3 separate regions of the Sus scrofa genome follow, and regions 1 and 3 are each linked to region 2. The links are chromatin contacts, called in public Hi-C maps. All regions are on one chromosome and are shown on one strand. The core of a region is the stretch at or near the end of the contact, and the rest is flanking DNA. Distances in the headings are between cores, read along the strand shown. Region 1 overlaps KIF1B (kinesin-like protein KIF1B). Region 2 overlaps UBE4B (ubiquitin conjugation factor E4 B). Region 3 overlaps PGD (6-phosphogluconate dehydrogenase, decarboxylating).

Region 1 (3,100 bases), core at 439-2,938, 210 kb before region 2:
CAAACAAACAAACAAAACTCCTGAAGGAACTATCTAGACAGTATAATTAGCTTCTATTGGGACCTGGATTTATACTCAAAGTCTTCTTTTTTTTTTTTTTTTTTTTTTTGTCTTTTGTCTTTTTAGGGCCGCACCCTCGGCATATGGAGGTTCCCAGGCTAGGGGTCAAATAGGAGCTATAGCTGCCGGCCTATGCCACAGCCACAGCAACTCAGGATTGGAGCCGAGTCTGCAACCTACACCACAGCTCATGGCAACACTGGATCCTTAACCCGCTGAGTGAGGCCAGGGATCGAACCCGCAACCTCATGGTTCCTAGTCGGGTTCGTTAACCACTGAGCCACGACGGGAGCTCCAAAGTCTTCTTTTCTAATCTCAATCTTACCTTGGGCCTTGATTCCAATACTTTCTCTCAAATTTACATTAAATGTTTTTTAAAAACCCTGATTTTTGTCCATGTTCCACTTTACCAACACAGAAATGTACGTTGCTACTTAAGGCCATCAGGCTGGAGGAAAAACAGCAGTCCAGGGAGACATGAGGACACAGAACAAGTTCAAGGTAATAATTTGTCCTTCTAGAGCATAGGAAGTTCAAATTCTAGTTTGATAGCACCTGTAAAGTTATACTGTCAAGTTATCTTTGGGGCTAAGGTGGGGAGGGAGATGGTTCTGAAGTTTTCCAAGCCAAATTCATTCTGACACACTCGGATGTTCTAAAGTATCCAGAGCCCAGTAACATTCTGTTTCATCTAGTTTTTACAACTGCATTGCATGTCAGAAACCAAAGAGTGCTGTAACTCAGAAAAAGCTAACTCCTACCATGCCACCAAAGTGGCTTGTAAAATAAAACTGGTTTCTAAAAAATGTTTATCTATCCTTCATGGGTTGGGTAGGTTTTTGATATAATATGCTCTAATTATGCAGAGATCACTACCACCCCCGATCTAGAGCTTACCTGGACTACCTGTGTCTGCCATTTTGCATAAACTGAGTTCATAAATTCCAGTGACTCGATTGCTGTTTGAATTAAAACAAATAAACTGCTTAATTATAGCACAAAAACACGAAAAATCTCAATTCTCTCGACTTAAAGCACTGTCTCCTCTGCTGGGACTACAACCCACCCTCAAATACAATTACAGACACTTCTCATCAGTTACTCTTCCTTTCCTATTCAGAACTTCTGTATATTTTTTTCTAGGAGGAAAAACTTTTGAACATTCTTATTTCAATGGATAAATAAAACGGAATCATAAACTAGATAATTTATAATACAAATGTAAAAATTAAACATTTACCCTTTTTTACCAGAAGAAGGAAGAGATGAGGGAGGTAAAAGTCTGACTAGAATGAAATGATAAACATCAACTTCTGAGAAGTGTGATGAGCAAGGTACTAACTCTCTCAGTTACACCTGATTTTTAAGCTGGTTCTTGATGCACAGGTATTGAGGGTGTTGTTTTCAACGTATGTTTACAGATCTTAAACATAAATCTTAAAAAAAAGAAAATCCCAATGGTAAACTTAGAAATAAGAATGACATTTAAAAGAACACTCAGTCCCTGCCGAACTGTTTGAGAAGTGTTGACATGTCATGTTCCTTTCTGCACTACCTCATCTATCTGTCAGCACACGATGAGATGCCAGCATTTAAGTCACTGCACTCTAGGCATCAGTTACCAAAACAGCTTACAGGTTGTGAACGAACCCTGAGAACAGCAGCTACAGATACCCAGAAGACTAGCTGATTCTGTGCAGGGCAATCCAACCAGAAGCTAAACTTGTCTCAAAAACTCACGAGTCTGGTGACTTTGAATAGCCGCTGCCGAAGAGGCTGCGCAGGGAGCGAGGCGGTGAGATCTTGGCGTCCCGGGAGTAGAAGACCATGCACACATCCTTGGTGATGACGGCGGGCTGGATGCAGTGATCCAGCTGAAAGCAGACAGGGCGGGCGCGGGTTAAACGCACACTGAGCACCTGTGACCTGTGATCACAGACGGGGCGCTATCATATTTAGAAAGCTGGTCCCACATGTTGGGGTGGAAGACTTCAGCTCTACCAATTATTTCAACAGCAAACCAATACACAGCATCTTTAAGGTCAGGTGGTATTCCTTGCAGATGCATTTATTTTTCTCAAAAAATGTTCAAAGTTTTTCCTGTGATAATGGCTAACATGCCAAGCACTGTTCTAAATCCTTGTCTACAGCCTCTCAACAGCTTTTGAGGTAAATGTTATTTACTGTCACCCCTGTTTAGGAGATGGGGAAACTGAGGCACAGAGAGATGAAGTCACTTGTCCAAGGACATGAGAGCAGTAAGTGGCAGTACAGGAACTCGAGCTCAGAGAGGCTACTTCTCCAGAGTCTGTGCTGCTCACCACTACTAGCCCTGGTCCACAACTACAAAAACAACAGGTGGGTTTTTTTTGCCAAGCCTGTGGCATGCAGAAGCTCCCAGGCCAGGGATCGAACCCATGCCACAGCAGTGACCTGAACCACTGCAGGGACAAGACCAGATCCTTAACCCACTGTGCCACATGGGAACCCCAAGAGGTAGTTTTCTTAAAATCATACATTCTTTGAAGAATAGATATTAGGCTAGTAAAGCTGAAGCTACAATATAAGTTATGTGGCTTTTTTTTTTTTTTTTTTTTTGTCTTTTTGCCATTTTCTTGGGCTGCTCCCGCGGCATACGGAGGTTCCCAGGCTAGGGGTCTAATTGGAGCTGTAGCCACCGGCCTACGCCGGAGCCACAGCAACTCGGGATCCGAGCCACGTCTGCGACCTACACCACAGCTCATGGCAACACTGGATCCTTAACCCACTGAGCAAGGGCAGGGACCGAACCCGCAACCTCATGGTTCCTAGTCGGATTCGTTAACCACTGCTCCACGATGGGAACTCCTATGTGGCTTTTTGATTAACTAGAGATGAGAACAGAATCTAATATAATCAGAAGAGTAAGCAAAGTATACTAAAATAAGTAGCTTAACGATATAGAGGGAGCAAGGAAGACAAAAATCAGTCACATCTTTCCTCCCCACTTCCTGGTATAATGTGCCCACTGTTCAGGGCTGGCCGTTCATGGCCACTCAGG
Region 2 (2,858 bases), core at 80-2,579:
AGAAAAGGCAAAAAGACAAAAAAAAAAAAAAAATACAACGCACACATATACACAGGTGATTTACAAGTTGACTGGAAAGACACGGAGCAAAATGTCAACAGAGAGTCTCTCTGAGTGCAGAGATTATCAATGATTTTTCTTTTCTTCTTGGTATTTTTCTATATTTCCCAACGAACGCTTTTTTGGGGCGAAAAAGAAAATCGTTATTTAAAGATAAAAGGAATGAGCTAAGACTTATGGTACGAAGAGGCGAAAGCACTTACGTCTATCCATTAGGCCAACCTTTCTCTACGCTGAGCTGCGCGTCACTTTACCAGCTGTATACACGCGTGGAGCTGGCTTAGCAGAGTCTGCAGGAGGCACGGGGGCTGACACGGAGCCTCGTCCGTGCTCTCAACTGCGCATAAAACCTGTCCTGGATCCTGAACGAGGCAGAGGCCGAGTAATGACCGCTATGACGCATCCCAACACTACATAAAATAAAAAATCCGTTCTTCAAGTTCCCTCAAAATTGCCCAAGTCCTGACCCCCAAGACTGAGTTCTAAGGGGCCGGCCGTGAACTAGATTCCCGCTGGTCGCTTGCTCTTTGCTTCTCTGGCACAAGGCCTGATAAGCCATGCGGACCGCAGGGCCTTTAAACTCGCTGTCCTCGCTGCCTGCTGCTCTGGGGCCAGGATCTTATGGTTCCTTCCTATGGTCTCGGCTTCAGGCCTTTCTCCAAGGCCAGCTCCTCAGAGACTTCCCTGGCCAGGCTTCTGAAACGCACACGGTGCCCCCTCCCAGACTCACTGTCTGGAACTATCTTATTCACCAGTTCAGTGTCTGCCTCCCAGCTAGGAGGCCTCAACCGACGACAGCAGGGAGTCTGACGGCCGAACCACGGCCCTGCAGGGGCACCAGCGCGGACACCCCGGAGGTGCTCCGTCCGTATTTGCTGAATTAGTGATCGAAGCTATGCTGGCTTGCTGACTCGGGTCAGCTTGGGGAAGGGAACAGTCTGGAAGTAAGTCTTGGTTATCAGTGTTCTTCCAGGTTCCGAGAGGCCAAGTTTTGAGAGCTGGCCCTTACAGCACTCACCGCTGTGGTACAAATAAAATACTCGTATTTTGAAACTCAGTGTTATTTTTGGAGCAACAATTTGACCCGAAGCATTGTCCAAACTAGAATACTCTCTCTGGGGTGTCAAGGAGGAGCCTGTCACAGAGAGCAACCTCTGGGTCATGTCTGAGAGTACGACCCGCTCGGGAGCCAGGACCTAGGTCAGCAGACCTAGGTCAGCAGGACTTAGCATGGACTTGACAGACACGTGGGGCAGTGTCTGGGATGCCTACTGCAGGGCTCTGCTGGCGCCAGCCCGCAATGACACAGGAGGGACAGCGCAGCAGTCAGGAGCACCTGTGCCAAAGCCCAGCTGCTGGCTGCCGACCTTCAGCAAGCTTCTTGACCTTTCTAAGCTGCAGTTTCCTCATTTGTACCAAGGAGATATTTATAGCGCCCCTCTTGAGGACTGCTGTGAGGATTAAGTGGAGGATTAGTAAATATTCAATACGCAGTGGCTATTATTAGCAGGGTATCATTTGTGGGGAGAGGTGGTGCAGGGCCAGAGGGCACACGGCTTCGTGGCAAGAGGGGGGCGGGAGAGGAGAAACACCCTCACCCACAAGCTCCTGGTATCTTCCTGGCAGCGCCCCCCAGGCCCAGCACTGGTCTCACAGGCAAGAGGCCCAGCCCCGTCCTTTATTCTGAAGCACAGTGATAGGCCCCGGGCACTGAGTTCAAAATGCTTTGCTTTTTTTTTTCTTTCTTTGCCAGGTCCACAGCATGAGGAAGTTTTCAGGCCAGGGATTAAACCCATGTCACAATGGCAACAACGCTGGATCCCTTCACCACCAGGCCACCAGGGAATTCCTCAGAATGCACTTAACTGAATTTTCTGTGCTTAACACTAACCATACATGTTTACTGTACAAGGAAGATGTTGCGATCTTTTTTTTTTTTTTTTTTTTTTTTTTTGTCTTTTGTCTTTTTAGGGCCGCACCCGCAGCAGATGGAAGTTCCCAGGCTAGGGGTCGAATTGGAACTGTTGCTGCTGGCCTGCACCAGAGCCACACCAGCGCCAGATCTGAGCTGCGTCTGCGACCTAAATATACCACAGCTCACGACGATGCCGGATCCTTAACCCACTGAGCAAGGCCAGGGATCGAGCTGGCCCCCCTCATGGTTCCTCATAGGATTTGTTTCCCCTGCACCACGATCAGAACTCCCAGATCATTTTTAGAAAAGAAAAAACCACCCACAATTCTACCAACTCAAAAATAACCAACTCGCTGTTAATATTTCGGTGTATGTTCTCCCATAGTTTTACACACTCACGTGTGTCTGTACCAAACTGTGGTCACACGTTACGTGCTATTTCATTACATGGCATTTTCTCCACTTTCTATTACTTAACCGCTGAAACGCTGAACTGTTTCTCATGGCTCATACAGATCCACTGAATGGATAAACTATAATTCACTTAAATGATCCACAACTGGCATGAATTTAGGGCTTTTAAAATATCGTCACTCCACCACATGCTAAATGCAAACACAGTGAACGCTGTTATAAACATTTACACACAGTTATAATTATTTCCACAGGACAGAGTCCTGGAAATGACGTTTACATGTAAGAGTGTGTGCTGGTTACTTAGTTGCTGGCCGTCAGTCCCAATCCACCCCTTACACTCCGCTCTGTGTGTGGGGCTGGGACCCACTCTTGGGCGTCCCTTTGCCGGCGGGCCTCTGCTGGGACTGCCGACAGGGGGCGCTGCAGGGGAACAGGAAAACCGAAGGAGCAGTTGGCTCCAGCTTCC
Region 3 (3,223 bases), core at 675-3,174, 250 kb before region 2:
CTGTAATATCCGAGGTGGGTTGAACCTCCAGGTGCAGAACCACAGGCTTGGAGGGCCAACTATAAGTAATACATGGATTTTCCACCGCGGGGCAGAGCGCGGAGTGGGCAGCCCTTCCCACCTCTTGTTCAGGGATCAACTGTTGGATGTTGCTGCTCTTTTTAGCCCAGTGAAGAGCAAGCATGTAAACTGGCCACTAGGTGTCGGCATTGAGCCGCACGTGCACCTTCCAGCCACTGGTGAGCAGTTAACCCTGAGCCCCTCCCTGCCTTGTTCCAGGGGCCCTTTTACATCTCAGCTGCCCAAAGAGGTAGGCACGTTTCCCCTTTTACCACGTTTTATATTTAAGGGAAGAGGGTCACAGGGGTGGAAGAACTTAGTCTGAGGTTAAACTGCTAGGAAGTGGTAGAACCCAGATTTATACCAGCAGCTTGGCTTCTGAGTCCAGGCTCTCGTCCACTCTTGTCCCACTGCCCTCACCATAAATAAGGAGACCACAGGTTTCCTGAGGCCTTTTCAGCTGGATTAAATAGGACACCATTACTGTTTAGCATTTATTTTCCCTGAAATTGCACTGTAAAATGCCAACTCAGAAGCCAGTCTCCATCAGCTGTTGTATGTTTTCTAGGAGCCCATGAAGTCAAGACTTTCAAATTGTCTCACCACCAAACCAACGGTTCCCAGCACAGTGCCTGGCACATAGTAGGTATACAATAAATCTGCCAGTGAATAAATGAATTGTACACATTGAGCGGTAAGATAGGCTAAAGATTAAGTGCGTGGATTCTGGCACCAGATTGTGGGGCTTGAATTTCAGTTCTGCAGGAGCCTCGTGACCTCAGACAAGTTTGCATCTTTGTAAATCTTACATCATCCAAGGTAAATTGGGGATAATCATGGCACCTGCTTCAGAGGCGGTTGTAGTAAATGAGTAAATTTAAAACAGTGCCTGGAGTTCCCGTTGTGGCGCAGTAGAAATGAACCTGACTGGTATCTGTGAGGACTCGAGTTCCATCCCTGGCCTCCCTCAGTGGGTCAAGGATCCAGTGTTGCCATGAGCTGTGGTGTAGGTTGCAGATGCGGCTTGGATCCTGTGTTGCTGTGGCTGAGGCCACGAGGTGAAGGTGCCGTGCACCTTTCCAGCTGATGGCGCCCGCTGGGGTCCCAGCCAGTAGCCCCAGCATCAACCACCTGACAAATGAAGATGACCCTGGCCATGGAATCCCCCCCGCCCCCCCAGCGTCAGTCTTCCTAGCTGAGGCCTCAGACATTGTGGGACAGACAAGCTGTACCCCAAACCCTTCCAAATTCCTGACCCTCAGAATGAGGAGAATAATAAAAATGGTGGTTAATGTTACACCACTGAGTTTGGGGTGGTTTGTCACACACCAAGCAGTAGTAAGTGGAACAGCATGTCTGTCACTAGACGGCGACCGCGTCTGCCGACATACGTGCTAGTCAGGTGTTTACATCCCCGAGGTCTCCTACCCTCCTAGGAAGATGGCTGCACATCTGCGTCAGAGAAGTGTAGCACCTGCAAATCCCCTCCCAATGCCTCTGCTGAGAAATCCTGTCTAATGCATGTCTCTGTCCCCACTAAAGCAGAAAGAAGCTGTGGCTGATGTCACAACAGGCCTGCAACTTCTGCCAAGGAAGGCCCTTTGCTGGAAAACCCTAGATGGCCCCTACGGCAGTTTGGCTGGACAGGACTGACTTGGCTGGGGGCAGAACCCCAGCGTGGCCACCTCTGTCCCCTTTTAGAATTGTTCCACTACTCTTCAGCAGGAGGTAGGTAATAAATAGTAAACCTTAAACAGTATGCCCCGTGGCCGACACGAACTCAGCCCGCAGAACAGCTGTGTGACGTTGGTATTCGCAGCACCCGCTTCTCCAGATAAGCAAGTCCCCAGGCAGAGGTTAACATGTAGCATGACAGCGAAGTAGTGGTGGAGCCAAGTTTTGGGCCCAGGCTCCTAACCAGTAGCCTAGGCTGCCTTTGCTAGCGCTAACGGAGTTTTTTATTGATAGATTTTTCAAATAAGTTACAGGGTATAATATTCAAAAGCCATGAAATCATAGATAGTAAAAAAACGTCTCCCTGTCAAGGACCTAGGCCAAGGACTGGTCTATCCTTTTTTTTACTTTGTCTTTTTATCGCTGTGCCTGCAGCATATGGAGGTTCCCAAATCAGAGCTGTAGCCACTAGCCTACACCTACACCAGATCTGAGCCTCGTCTGTGACCTACACCATAGCTCACAGCATTGCTGGATCCTTAACCCACTGAGTGAGGCCAGGGATCAAACCTGCAACCTCATGGATGCCAGTCAGATTCGTCTCCACTGAGCCACAATGGGAACTCCTGTTCTTTTAACAATAAAAGTAGCATCTGTTTATTTTGCCCTTTCTGTGCCAGAATGGCCACGCCTGGGAGCTTGCTAGAGACGCAGAGTGTGCCCCACCCCAGACCTGCCGAATCAGAATCTACCTCCCCACCAGGCAGATGAGGGAGGGGTTATGGCAGTGGTGTGTCCTCTGAAGATGTTTGTCTTAACTGCATAAACTTGAGCAACAGAGGCGCCCCACTAGGAACTTTCTGAGGGCTGCCTTGCGAAGTGCATTCCCTGGGGAGTGCCGAGGGGCGACATCTGGTTTCCAACCCTCAGAAATACCGCTGCTTCAGGCACAGGCATTCCCTGAAGTGGTGATGATAATAATTACCATTTATACAGGCGCTTGTCACGTGGCATGTTGGCCTGTTTTCACTAGATCATTCCTCACAACAGCCTGAAGGAGGCAGGCGAGATTATTACCCCCACTTTACACACGAGAAAACTGAGGCCACGGATACTAAATAATTTGCCCAAAGTCATACAGCTGTTAAGTCATAAGCCAATCCCCTCACGTGTGACCATCTCATCCTTCCCGCCCGAGTTTATTACCCAGCTTCCGCGTTTCCGGTGTCATGGTTGGGGTCTTTCTTTTTTTTTAAAGAAAACAAAGAGGGAAATATTTAACAAGGCCAGAAGGAAATAAACTCATTCAAATATAACGAAACTGGCTCCACATCTTTCTGCCAGTGAGGCCATGGTTGGTGTGGGTGAGGTGAGAATAGCTAAGAATCTGGAAAAAAGCATTTTCAATATGATTTTCCTTTTTTTTTTTTTTTACTTTTATTAAGTAAAGGGAAAGGGAATTCAGCTGCATGATACAAAGGTTCCAGTT

The links. A called contact is a pair of places that touch in the nucleus more often than the background predicts.
Region 1: a Hi-C map of heart right ventricle shows a contact between it and region 2, with 3 times the contacts expected there. The contact joins two enhancer-like sites. A contact is called at or near these places in 1 of 47 Hi-C or Micro-C datasets (heart right ventricle) and 1 of 2 datasets of contacts at active chromatin or transcription factors (skeletal muscle).
Region 3: a Hi-C map of embryonic fibroblasts shows a contact between it and region 2, with 2.9 times the contacts expected there. The contact joins two enhancer-like sites. A contact is called at or near these places in 2 of 47 Hi-C or Micro-C datasets (embryonic fibroblasts and heart right ventricle) and 1 of 2 datasets of contacts at active chromatin or transcription factors (alveolar macrophages).

Annotation. Positions count from the first base shown.
Region 1 is chr6:70,648,014-70,651,113 of Sscrofa11.1, reverse strand. It overlaps KIF1B (kinesin-like protein KIF1B), which reads right to left. Exons shown (of 46, transcript XM_021095324.1): 37 at 1,801-1,934; 38 at 958-1,019. Among named protein-coding and RNA genes, the nearest start is that of TRNAE-UUC, 20 kb to the left of the region's middle. Within about 2 kb of position 1,688, at least 1 of the 83 cell types and tissues checked has an H3K27ac peak or open chromatin away from gene starts, as enhancers often do.
Region 2 is chr6:70,439,987-70,442,844 of Sscrofa11.1, reverse strand. The region is part of intron 20 of UBE4B (ubiquitin conjugation factor E4 B); the gene reads right to left. Among named protein-coding and RNA genes, the nearest start is that of KIF1B, 54 kb to the left of the region's middle. Within about 2 kb of position 1,329, at least 7 of the 83 cell types and tissues checked have an H3K27ac peak or open chromatin away from gene starts, as enhancers often do.
Region 3 is chr6:70,692,627-70,695,849 of Sscrofa11.1, reverse strand. PGD (6-phosphogluconate dehydrogenase, decarboxylating) reads right to left here. Exons shown (of 14, transcript XM_003127557.4): 14 at 3,153-3,223. Among named protein-coding and RNA genes, the nearest start is that of APITD1, 7.5 kb to the left of the region's middle. Within about 2 kb of position 1,924, at least 5 of the 83 cell types and tissues checked have an H3K27ac peak or open chromatin away from gene starts, as enhancers often do.